2 separate regions of the Rattus norvegicus genome follow, and region 2 is linked to region 1. The links are chromatin contacts, called in public Hi-C maps. All regions are on one chromosome and are shown on one strand. Each heading gives the region's core, a stretch centred on a gene start, on an enhancer-like site or on the middle of the called end of the contact. The rest is flanking DNA. Distances are from core to core; before and after follow the strand shown.

Region 1 (5,997 bases), core at 207-2,706:
ACACCTTAGGAGAGACAGCAGATCTGAGGGGCATCCGTTTTGTGTGACCTATTAGGCTCTGCTTTTTCTCTCTTTAAAGAGGAAATGGTTTCCATTTTCTGCATCCCTCTTTTGCAGTGGTTTTTGAACACTGAGGTTCTTCCAGTCCCTGGAGCCTTTTCTGTGGGCTTGTTTACATCTTCAAGGTACTTTTGGAGATTGGGGCTACTGGCCATTGTGAGCTAGGTTCCCTTAGGAAGTGCTAATGGAGCTTGGTTTGCCTGGAGGACTGTCTTAAGCCCCCAAAGCATCAGTAGCCACCATTTTAAGAGAAGTGGTGGGATGACCACGTTCGATTTCAAACCTCCTGACACTGATCCTGTTGTTGGATTTGTTCACAACGTAAGTGCCTCTCTTTTCTCCTTTCCTCCTTTTCTCAGGCTAAGTAGACAAGATGCAGCTTTGGCGACTCCACTTTTTATAGCTACACTCTTCTGCCCTCTGACTTTAAGTGACCTGGGCAGTCCTCTCTCTCTTCTGTCTGTTGGTAAAATGGGGGATAATCCAGACCTCATGCCCCCAAGGCCTTGTCAGGGAGGGCTAATGAGGGCAGGGCATGGAGAACCGATAGTTTGAACAATGGTCAGTCCTCCTTTGGGGCTAGCCAAAGGGGGCAAAAAGCAGGGCTCACTCAGCTGGGTCTCAAGAGCAGGTCTGCAAAAGGCTTTGAAGAAGAAAAGTGCTGCGGAGGTGCTAAGTCGCAGCCAAGAGACCAGGCCCTGTGCCAGGGGGTCAGGTCCCGGCCGCTGCGGCCGCGGTTTCGGGCTCAGGCCAATTTTGCAGGCGCGGGTAAAGTTCACGCGGCCCGCTCCCTTCAGATCGGCCAGGAGGGGACAGGCCAGGATGGGAACGCCGCGAGAGAGGCGGCGCAGGCTCCGGAGGCGCGGGCTCCGGGCCGGGTTTTCCCCGAAGCCTTCGGCGGCGGCGCTGCCGAGCGAAAGAGGCTGAGGGCTTGCCGCCGCCGCGGCTCGTTCTCTCCCCTCCTCCTTTGTGAGGGGAAGGGAGCGAGTCCATTCCACGGCCTGCGCCCGCTCCGCGCTCCACTCCGGGTTTTTCAGGCGGCCGCGACGGCGCTGGGTAAAATGGCAGTGCTGAGCCTCGTGTCGGAGTGAGGGGGACTCGGAGGAGAGTGGGGCGCTCTAGCTGCTCAGTCCCGCCGCCCGCCCGCCCGCCCGCCCGCCCGCTCGTTCGCTCGCCTGCCGCCGCCGCGCAGCAGCCTCGGCCCGAGCCGCGGCCGGGGAGGCGAGGCAGGGCGCCCGCCGGAGCAGCGCTCCTACTCTGCCTCCCGGCGCCCCGTCCGCCGCCGCGCGCCCTCCAGCCCGCCCGTCCCGGGTCCCCCCTCCCCCCCGCTCCCTCCCTCCTTTCCCGCCCCCTCCCCCTCGCCTCCCTCCCTCCCTCCCTCCTCCTTTCTCCGGCAGCAGAAAGCGGAGAGTCACAGCGGGGCCAGGCCCTGGGGAGCGGAGCCTCCACCGCCCCCCTCATTCCCAGGCAAGGGCTTGGGGGGAATGAGCCGGGAGAGCCGGGTCCCGAGCCGACAGAGCCGGGAGCAGCTGAGCCGCCGGCGCCTCGGCTGCCGCCGCCGCCTCCTCCTCCTCCTCCGCCGCCAGCCCGGAGCCTGAGCCGGCGGGGCGGGGGGGAGAGGAGCGAGCGCAGCGCAGCAGCGGAGCCCCGCGAGGCCCGCCCGGGCGGGTGGGGAGGGCAGCCCGGGGGACTCGGCCCCGGGGCGGGGTGGGAGGGGGGAGAAGACGAAGACAGGGCCGGGTCTCTCCGCGGACGAGACAGCGGGGATCATGGCCGCGCAGGTCGCCCCCGCCGCCGCCAGCAGCCTGGGCAACCCGCCGCCGCCGCCCTCGGAGCTGAAGAAAGCCGAGCAGCAACAGCGGGAGGAGGCGGGGGGCGAGGCGGCGGCGGCAGCGGCCGAGCGCGGGGAAATGAAGGCAGCCGCCGGGCAGGAAAGCGAGGGCCCCGCTGTGGGGCCGCCGCAGCCGCTGGGAAAGGAGCTGCAGGACGGGGCCGAGAGCAATGGGGGTGGCGGCGGCGGCGGAGCCGGCAGCGGCGGCGGGCCCGGCGCGGAGCCGGACCTGAAGAACTCGAACGGGAACGCGGGCCCTAGGCCCGCCCTGAACAATAACCTCACGGAGCCGCCCGGCGGCGGCGGCGGCAGCAGCGACGGGGTGGGGGCGCCTCCTCACTCAGCCGCGGCCGCCCTGCCGCCCCCAGCCTACGGCTTCGGGCAACCCTACGGCCGGAGCCCGTCTGCCGTCGCCGCCGCGGCGGCCGCCGTCTTCCACCAACAACATGGCGGACAACAAAGCCCTGGCCTGGCAGCGCTGCAGAGCGGCGGTGGCGGGGGCCTGGAGCCCTACGCCGGGCCCCAGCAGAACTCGCACGACCACGGCTTCCCCAACCACCAGTACAACTCCTACTACCCCAACCGCAGCGCCTACCCCCCGCCTCCCCAGGCCTACGCGCTGAGCTCCCCGAGAGGTGGCACTCCGGGCTCCGGCGCGGCGGCCGCGGGCTCCAAGCCGCCTCCCTCCTCCAGCGCCTCTGCCTCCTCGTCGTCTTCGTCCTTCGCTCCGCAGCGCTTCGGGGCCATGGGGGGAGGCGGCCCCTCAGCGGCCGGCGGGGGAACTCCCCAGCCCACCGCCACCCCCACCCTCAACCAACTGCTCACGTCGCCCAGCTCGGCCCGGGGCTACCAGGGCTACCCCGGGGGCGACTACGGCGGCGGGCCCCAGGACGGGGGCGCGGGCAAGGGCCCGGCGGACATGGCCTCGCAGTGCTGGGGGGCTGCTGCTGCGGCGGCGGCGGCAGCGGCCGCCTCGGGAGGGGCCCAACAAAGGAGCCACCACGCGCCCATGAGCCCCGGGAGCAGCGGCGGCGGGGGGCAGCCGCTCGCCCGGACCCCTCAGGTACACAGCTGAGTGGGGAGGGGGCTGGGGCGAGCGGGGCAGGGGGGTGGGTGGCGGCTGTGGGGAGCAGGCCCCGGCCGTGGGCTCCCCTCAGGCTTGGGCCCCCACTGCCGGGGAGCTGCCATTGTCTGGCTCTTCTCTCTTAAAATGGCTGCCTGTCTGCCTTCCTCTCCTTCCCTCGATCAGCCTTTGTGTGGGGCTTTTCCAGAGGTGTCTGTCCGGTTTCTCCTCCTCCGCTGGTCCTTTCGAACTCTGGGGGTCTCCAGGGGGGTGCAGAGCAAAGTGTGCCTGGAAGGGCCAGGCCCGAGTGAGGGGGTGCTGGGGGTTCAGGTTAGGGGTGTAGGCAGTGTCAGGAACCCGGGAGAAAGAAGCAACATTTTCTTGCTCACCTGCCGTTCCTCTGTCCCCCTTGCCTTCCTCTAGGCAGTTCCCCAATATATGCTTTTAAAGAGTGGCCCCTAGGGCTCGGGGGACCTCGGGGGAGAGCTGGGGCCTGCTTGGGGGCAGCTTGAGGCCGACTGTGGTTCGCTCTGGGCCGCCCGGGCCACCTCTTTCCTTAGTCTCCGCCGGCCCAGTGGCCTGGGCTTCTCTCTGGAAGTGCTGGTAAACAGCTGAGTGATTGGAGTAGTAAGTGCAGATTGCTTTGGTTTGGGATTTGAATTATGGAGGTAAAATCCTTCTGTCAAAGCCAGGAGACAGTTGGTCTTAGGTTGACATCCTATCTGTGATCTGATTGGCTCCCCATCTTCTGCTCTTGGCCATTTATAATTGCCTCTGATGTAATGGTACAACAATCCTGATGAGCTCATAAACTTTTACACTCTGCTTTTCTGCCAGTGATAACCCAAACCATCGATGCCACCACTATCCGCCTTTTATTCCAGAGCTGAAATTGGCTGTGACCTTGAGGAGGGAGGTTTAAGCAGCAATACTGTATCAGCAGGAGCAGAGTCCCAGACAGGCTGCCCTTGTTACATTGTGCCTGAAACAAAAGAGGAGGCGATGGCATTTTGCTTGCACCTTGGATTTATTTTGCTTGTTATGTTTTATGCAGTCTGAAATAGATTCTGTGTTGCTGGAACAGTAGCTGAGTTTTTCCTCTACAATGGGTTTGCTGTTTGTTTTCGTTTTGTGACTTTCCTGATGGTATAAATGAGTTCTTTGATAGCTCTGAAGATACATTTGTCTCGAGTAGTTTTTGACACTGTGTTCAGCTACAGAACTGAAATTATTTTACTGGCTTTTTTTTTTTTAAATTAAAAGGCAAATGTGAGATCTGTAGGGGGAGAAGATGGTTTTGTTAATATTTTGCTGAGAGCTGGGAGCCTTCTGACAATTTCATAGTGGGTTCAAGAGTCCTGCAAGGCTTGTCTCTTTGTTTACATGTTGAATCTTGTGAACGTTTCCTTTTGTTAATTGAACTTTGGGAGAACAGCTCAATTGAAGGAGATGCTGATGGCCTTGTGGTCTAGGGAGAGATTTTCTCCTAAGGGCTGGGTTTAGGATATTTCTGACTTGTTTCTGGAATATTTGTTTTGTCGTCAGTTACTTTAGAGCTTTAAAATAGAGACGTGCCAACATTTTTCTTTATATTTTAAGTTGTATAACTTTCTCCCTTCTGTCTTCTAAGGTGTAAAGGTGACCCACAGTAGTGACACATGGCTGCCTCTTTTCGGTCCTTTTTATACATTTTGTTTTGTTTTCCTTTGCTTTCCCTGGGTGCTTTCCCCGGGAATATCTGGCTCCCTCTGGAGTCATCTGTTCAAGGAGGGGAGAAGCCCCCTCAGGTTTCCATCCCCAAGAGTGGTACCTTTGCTGTGTCCTGTGTCCCTTCCCTGTCCTCCTCCACCTACTTTTGTATTCTTGTGTAGAGCTGGGAACTTTGAGAATAGTCATGTAAGGCAAGCTCTGCTGTGAGGCTTCGTCTTCCCCTGATGTTCCTCACCTGTGTGAGAACCTGTGGGAGACAGGGCGGATAATACCTGGGGGATAGGCTCTGGCTTAGAGACAGTGAGTGCACACCCCTAGCCATCCTGTTGTGCAGATCTGCCTTCTCTTGCTTTTGTTTGGTTTTGACTAAGAAATTTTTCTTTCTTGAACTATTTATTAGAGGAAATAATTGGGAGTGTTTGTTTGTTTTGAGTCAGGGTCTCCTACCCTAGGACGTTCTGGGACTTAGAGTGTATATGTAGCTGTCTCTGCCTCCCGAATGCTAGGATTACAGGCAAGAGCCATGTTTTGTTTATTTCTTAATTAACTTTTGGGATACAGTAATTTTTGGTCTTGGTCTTTAAATAATTGTCCATCCACTACGTGTCTAGGTACTGGCCATGTGTTTTGTCTAGGGAACATGAGAATGTGGGTTGAGTGCTTGTTTAGAACCCTCATTGTGCTGCTATTGTATGACTTTGTGCATGTGTATGTAGGGTGTCACCAAGCTCCAGCACTCACAAAATAGAATCCTATTCCATTTCACCTCAGTTCTGAGGTGTAGGGAATGAGCTGGAGAGTAGTAACTTGTGGAGGAGATAGTACAACTTTAGTTTTGTAAGATTCAGGTACCTATAGCAGTCCAGGTGTCAGTAGTCTGTAGCCCCTAGGGATGTAGGGAAATAGGCTTTGCTCTGGGATTCTCTTGCTACTTAAGGATACACCTGTCACACCTTTTGAAGTGTGAGGCTGGTTTTGAACTCAAGGATAACTTTGAACTCTTGTTCCTTCTGCATCCACCCCTGAAGTTTTGGAATCTGTGTATGTATGCTTTACCAGGCCTGTTTGGTTTTGTAGGTTTTTAAAATTGATGTGAATGTGTTTGCACCTACGTGAGTTTGTGTGCACCATATGTGTGCAGGTGACAGAAGTGGCCAGAAGGTGTCTGATTCCCTGAAACAGTTACTGGCTCTTGTGAGCCACCTGATGTGGGTGCTGGGAACTGAAGGAACCCAGGTCCTCTGCAAGAGCAGTAAGTGCTCTCACCGGTACTCCGTGGAGTCTGTCCAGCCCTAGGCCAGGGATTTTATGTAATCCTGGGGAGTTGAACCTG
Region 2 (6,084 bases), core at 1,688-4,187, 160 kb before region 1:
TGTTTGCTCCACAGGTTTCCGCTCAAACGTCACTTCTTCCATCCTGAATGTTACCAGGGCCTTTGTCACTCTCAGGATTCTCCAATCTGATAAGGACACAGTAAGCCTGTCACAAGGTCCTCACAGGTCGTGGCAAGGCACTATTATTTAATCTAAAGAAATCAGAGAGTCATCAACATGCAGCCAGCAGGGAAGGCTAAAATCAGAGAGGCCAGGAGATCTGGGGCTTAAAAAGAATTGTGAGCAGCAGCAAACTCTTTACCTGGGAAACAAACAGCTAGGATGGCCTGGAATTGCCATTTGAGGATCAGATTCTTCTCAATAGATACATATTTCTTTTTATTGGTATTTCTGGTGGTTTAAATAAGAACACTGTCAGGAGCCTTCTAGGAGTAGCTGGAGGCAAATGAGTAAGTTTTCCGGAGATGGCATGGTTTGTCCATGATGAGTAAGCGTGAGAGGCAAGGTCCTAAGAGTCTTCATCCCAGGATTGCGTCTCACTGCTGATGTGCTTTCCCTGTCACTGTTACATAGACTAATGGTTCCTGGGCATCAGCCCACCCTGTTGAGCAATCTTCCTGCAGATCAACATGAAGATGAACGTTCCTGAATTAATGCTGTTTAGATGACTTTATAGAATTCCTGATTTGATAATTTTAGAAGGCAAGTTTTTGGGAGATGGTTTTAGCTGATTTGAGAGAAAGATGTGATAAAGTCAGAATCAAGAATAGAATGTGTCGGGGTTGGCGATTTAGCTCAGTGGTAGAGCGCTTGCCTAGGAAGCGCAAGGCCCTGGGTTCGGTCCCCAGCTCCGAAAAAAAAGAAAAAAAAAAAAGAATAGAATGTGTCCGTCCCTCATAGAATGTTAGGTAAAGGCTGCCTAATAAGGAATACAATGTGCTTTCTTTTTTTTTTAAGATTTATTTATTTATTATATATAAGTACACTGTAGCTGTCTTCAGATACACCAGAAGAGGGCATTGGATCTCTTTACAGATGGTTGTGAGCCGCCATGGGGTTGGTGGGATTTGAACTCAGGACCTCTGGAAGAGCAGTCGGTGCTCTAACCACTGAGCCATCTCTCCAGCCTCCTATTTGATGTTTTTGAGGCAGAGTTTCTCTGTGTAGCTTTGGCTGTCACTTTGTAGACCAAGCTGGCCGGCCTCAAGCTCAAAGAGATGATATGCTGGGTATTAAAGTTGTCAAATTTGGACTTTTTTTTTTTTTTTGAGACAGGATCTCACGTTGTTAAAGCTGCCTTTTAACTCCTTTCGTAGCCCAGGCTAGCCACAATCCCAAGAGCCTCATGACTCTGCCATGCAGGAGCTGGGATTACTGACATACACCATCGTGCTTGGTTCCTGCACCTTTATGTGTACAATTCTCTTGCTTAGAATGTTCTTCCTAAACTATCTATACATCCTTCAGCATTCACTCCCTCAGCACACAGGCATTGGGATTAAAAGCCAACAAGGCCATGGGTGCCATTTTCATTCAAACCACCACCAATAGAAAGAACTATGTATCTGCTAAGAACAATCTGATCCTGCAAGTGGGGAAGTTCTGGAAAACTCCACCCGTGGAAATTCGAGGAAGTGCCCTGGGTAGGGGGAAGCAGGATGATGTCATTGTTTACTTAAAGAAAGAACTGGATATAACCTGGGACTGCGGCTCAGTTGGCAGAGTGTTATCCAGCGTGCATGAAGCCCTGGGCTTGACCACTTGCACTGAATCAAACTGGGCAAGGTGGCACACACCGTGCAGAACACTTGGGTGGAGGGATAGAAACAGAAGAATCAGGAGTTGAAGGTCAGCGCTGCCTGCAAGGCCAACCTGGGCTAAATAGGAATCTGTCTCAAAATAACAACAACAATCAAACAAACAAACAAAAAACTTTAGCCAACCATTGTATTTGACTTTTCCGTTCCAAGGTATGCGGTCTACCTCAGAGCTACATCCCCAGTACGACTTTGGATCTAAAGTTCCTTATCTCTTAGATCCTTGATTGTGGTCCCGGCTTAATCAGCTCTCATTGAATTTTACCTACTTAATTTTCTGTTCCCTTTATTTTTATCGGGATGGGAAATGCATCTGTGTGAAAATGGGGGTCAGAAGACGATTTTGTGGAGTCTGTTTTTCTCCTTCTACATCTGCATGGCCTCTGGGGATCAAATTCAGGCCCTAAGGTTTGTACAGCAAACGCTTTATTCACTGGCCTATCTCGCTGGTCCAAATATTGCTCATGTTCAGGAAATGGGAATAAGAATACTTCTATTATCATTGATGTTTGCCTTCACTCGGCAAGTAGGCTTTTGGGAAAGGCTCGTTTGTTGTTCAAGGCCTTGCTGCTTTGGGGAGAGATCAATCCTCATCCATTTAGATTACAGACCGAGAACGATGCAAGAAGGCTGGGTAACTATACTCCAGTCCTCTCTCTGTCCAGAGTAAGATTCACAGTAGCCTTGGAAAGCACTGCATCTGTTCAGCCGTCGCCATGACAACATCAGCCTGTGCTCCGGTCCATCGACGGAAGTGGGCGGTGTCTAGAGAGCAGATCGCCTAGGTGGCCGCGCGTGCCTGGGTCGTGTGCAGCCCTGAGGAGTCCTCCAGTGCCAAGCAAGCACTGCTTCCTCTGTCCACACGGGGGCGACGCAGAGCTGAGCTCCGCGCGTGCGTGGGAGCCAATGACCGTGCAGGGTCCTCTGGGCCCGAAACTGGAAACTGGAAACCCTCCAAGCGTCTGATCTGACGTCGTCCACGACACGCGACAGCCTTTCCCAGGATCGCCCAGCTCAAGTTCGGATCTGTCCCGACCCTCACTACCCTCCTCACTCCGACAGGGACCAAACTCGAGCTTCCCAGGGATGGGCCTTACGTGCCGCCCGACAGTCCCAGGAGGCCCAGGGAGCACGCGCACGCACGTGTGTGGGCGGGGCTTCGCGCTGGGACTGCCTCTCGGAGGCGGGGCTAGAGCCTGGGTAGCGCGCGGGGTGATGGGAGCAGGAGCCACGCGGAAGCCTCGCGGCCACCGGGCTGGTTTGCTGGGTACCACGTGGCTTGGTGGGTTTGGGTACTCAATGTTGGCTCTAGGGTTATCTCAGATTTAGGCACCAGTCATACGACGTGTCTGAACGCGGGGTCGGGGAGGACAAAACTGGGCAGCCCTAGGACCCAGTCTGAGACTAGTTAGTCGGGGCTCTTGGTGTGTCATCCACCCTTTAACATTCCAGCCACTGCCCAGGCTTGTCACTTGGCGGCACCCTCCCACCACGCACAGCAGGATATGCCCTTCTCAGAGCTCAGCCAAGCAGAGAGGCTTATGAGCTTCAGTTTCAACGAGATTAGGGAGCCAAGTCATGGTGGCTCATACCTGTTATTCCTGGGGCTGGAAAGTCACCGGGAGTTGGAGCCCAGCCCTGGCTGCATAGTGAGTTCCAGGCTTTTTTTTTTTTTTTTTTTTTTGGTTCTTTTTTTCGGAGCTGGGGACCGAACCCAGGGCCTTGCGCTTCCTGGGTAAGCGCTCTACCACTGAGCTAAATCCCCAGCCCCAAGTTCCAGGCTTTTTAACTACAAAGTGAGACCCTGTGTCAAAGAATTTAAAAACAAGACAAACGAACAAACACACAAAAAACCCGGAACAAACCAAACATCAAAAACCTAAAACAAACGAGCTAGAGCGATAGAGTAGGTGTTCTTTCTGGCCCTGTGTGTGGCTCCGGGTCCAGCAGTTTCTCTACAGGGAGGACTGGGGGGCGGGGGGGCAACCTCAGCAATTGACACTGGATGCTTTCTTACTTAACTGAAGTGTTCCAGGGATTGGAGGGAAATGTAATATGCCCTTCTCTTTCTGTTTTCCGGGGGTTCAGCATGAACATACCAATAAATCCTGCCCGGTCTCTGGTCTCTCTCTCTCTCTCTCTCTCTCTCTCTCTCTCTCTCTCTCAATTTGAGGCCCTGGCACAGTGAAAGTAAGTTTAAAAAAATTTAAAATGTAATTCTAATTCATAAATCTTTTTAAAATTAACCTTACAAAAACCCAATTTAAGCTGGGCATAGTGGCACAAGCCTTTAATCTCAGTACTTGGCGAGGCAGAGGCAGGCAGAGCTCTGAGTTCAGCTCGGTCATCTCGGTCTCCATAGCGCTCAGAGAAAAAAATGTCCTAAAGAAGAAAAAAGATGGGGCTGGGGATTTAGCTCAGTGGTAGAGCGCTTACCTAGGAAGCGCAAGGCCCTGGGTTCAGTCCCCAGCTCCGAAAAAAAGAACCAAAAAAAAAAAAAAAAAAGAAGAAAAAATATGAGGACTTTCACATTTTGTTTTGAGACAGAATTTCTCACTTTGTAGACCAGGCTAGCCTTGAATTCAGATTTGCATGCCTCTTCCTTCTGAGTGTTGGGATTAAAGCCATGAACCGTCATGTAGAACCGTCATGTAAAAGTCCTCATCCTTTTACTGACATAAGGGCAGTATTTTTGTGTTTACATGCTTAAGAGATCGTACATAGATAAACAAAGAGGTCACATGCCTATGGTTTGCTCAATGTATACTGTCCTGTATTTGTGTCAATACAAAATAAATATCATTATTATTATTATTATTATTATTATTATTATTATTTAGAGAGTCGATATTTCCAGAAAAACAGGTTTAGAGAGGATATTGATAGGAACCAAGAAATTCATCAAGATTGAGTTTTCTTTGTTATCTGTTCTCCTCCAGCCTGCATTTTCTTGTTTGTTTACTTGGTTCTGGTTTGGTTGCTAGGGTCTCACCAAGTAGCCCTGGCTGGCCTGGAACTCACTCTTCAGACCAGGCTGGCCCCAGCAAACTCACAAAGATCCTCCAGCTCCTATTTCCCTAGTGCTAGTTTCGGTGAAAGTGTTTGCCACCACACTGGAACAGTTGGTTTTGTCTTAGTTCGTTGAGGCAGAGTCTGTATGACCCAAACAAGTCTGGAACTGGCAAGGTAACCCAAGCTGGCCCTCAGCTTCTAGGAGTCCTCCTGCCTCAGTCTCCCAAGTGCTGAGAATACAAATGTGAGCCACATTGCTGTGAACACATTGTCCTGTAAACTCTACTGAACAGGGTGCTTAATGCTAAGTAATTCATGCAATGGGGATCCCGGGTCTGGACAAAGTTCTCCAGGGAGGGTTTCTTGCTAGGGTCACACAGGACAGAATGGCACAGCCCCAAACTGGGCCCGACTTTATCTGATCCCATGCGTCCGTTGATTTCTTCCTGTTAGCTTCCTGCTGACTTCCTTCCAATCTTTATTTCTGTGCAACCTGGCAAAAATATTTACATGTAAATATTCATGGTTTCTCCTCCTCCAGCCTTGGTTCCGAGCATATTGTGCCGATTACCGAGGGATGGGGCAGAGGGAAGCACAAGCCTGCTGTGTTCTGCAGGGATTCCTCCCAGGCCCACTCAGGGAAAGCCGCTGGCAGAGAAGTGGGTTGGCAGAGCCGGGCGGGGGGGGGGGCGGGGGGGTGTCAGCGATATGGAGGAGGAAGAGCAAGCAGGCCATTCTGGAGCTGCGCTGGCAGCTTGGGACTTGGAGGAAGACTTCGGACTCTGAGCTGCTGTCTACTGCGAGATACCCTGGCTAATACGTCAGCCCTGCACACTCCACCCCACTCAGTTCCGGCTTTTGCCTCCTGTCTGTGCCTTTTGAGCTTCCATGGGTTACAAGGAGAAGAAAAAAGTCTGCCTTATTTAGACACGTGAACTGTGTACTCGTTCTCTAAAGATTTACTTTTTTATTTTGGTGTATATGAGTGTTTGCCACATGCATGTATGTTGTGCTCTTGCCAGGTGTGCAAGGTGAGAAAAGGGTGTCGAGTACTCTGAAATGAGTTACCGACAGTTGTGAACCACCACGTACACACCCGTAAACACACCCACTCACCTACACACACACTCACACACTCACCTACACACACACTCACACATGCACACATACCCACTCACCTATACACACACTCACACACACACACTCACCTACACACACTCACCTACACACACATGCACACACACTCACACACTCACCTACACACACACACTCACACACTCACATGCACACACAC

What was found. Hi-C and Micro-C count contacts between places; a contact is called where the count stands out from the background.
Region 2: a Hi-C map of Schwann cells shows a contact between it and region 1, with 3 times the contacts expected there. The contact joins the enhancer-like site here to the promoter of Arid1a in region 1. A contact is called at or near these places in 1 of 12 Hi-C or Micro-C datasets (Schwann cells) and 1 of 1 datasets of contacts at active chromatin or transcription factors (oligodendrocytes).

The regions. Positions count from the first base shown.
Region 1 is chr5:151,260,845-151,266,841 of GRCr8, reverse strand. Arid1a (AT-rich interaction domain 1A) reads left to right here and starts at 1,456. Exons shown (of 20, transcript NM_001401279.1): 1 at 1,456-2,954. The coding sequence starts at 1,830.
Region 2 is chr5:151,422,059-151,428,142 of GRCr8, reverse strand. No RefSeq gene overlaps it. Among named protein-coding and RNA genes, the nearest start is that of Rps6ka1, 23 kb to the right of the region's middle. Within about 2 kb of position 2,937, at least 44 of the 93 cell types and tissues checked have an H3K27ac peak or open chromatin away from gene starts, as enhancers often do. A contact at or near this core is called in Schwann cells, where this site is marked.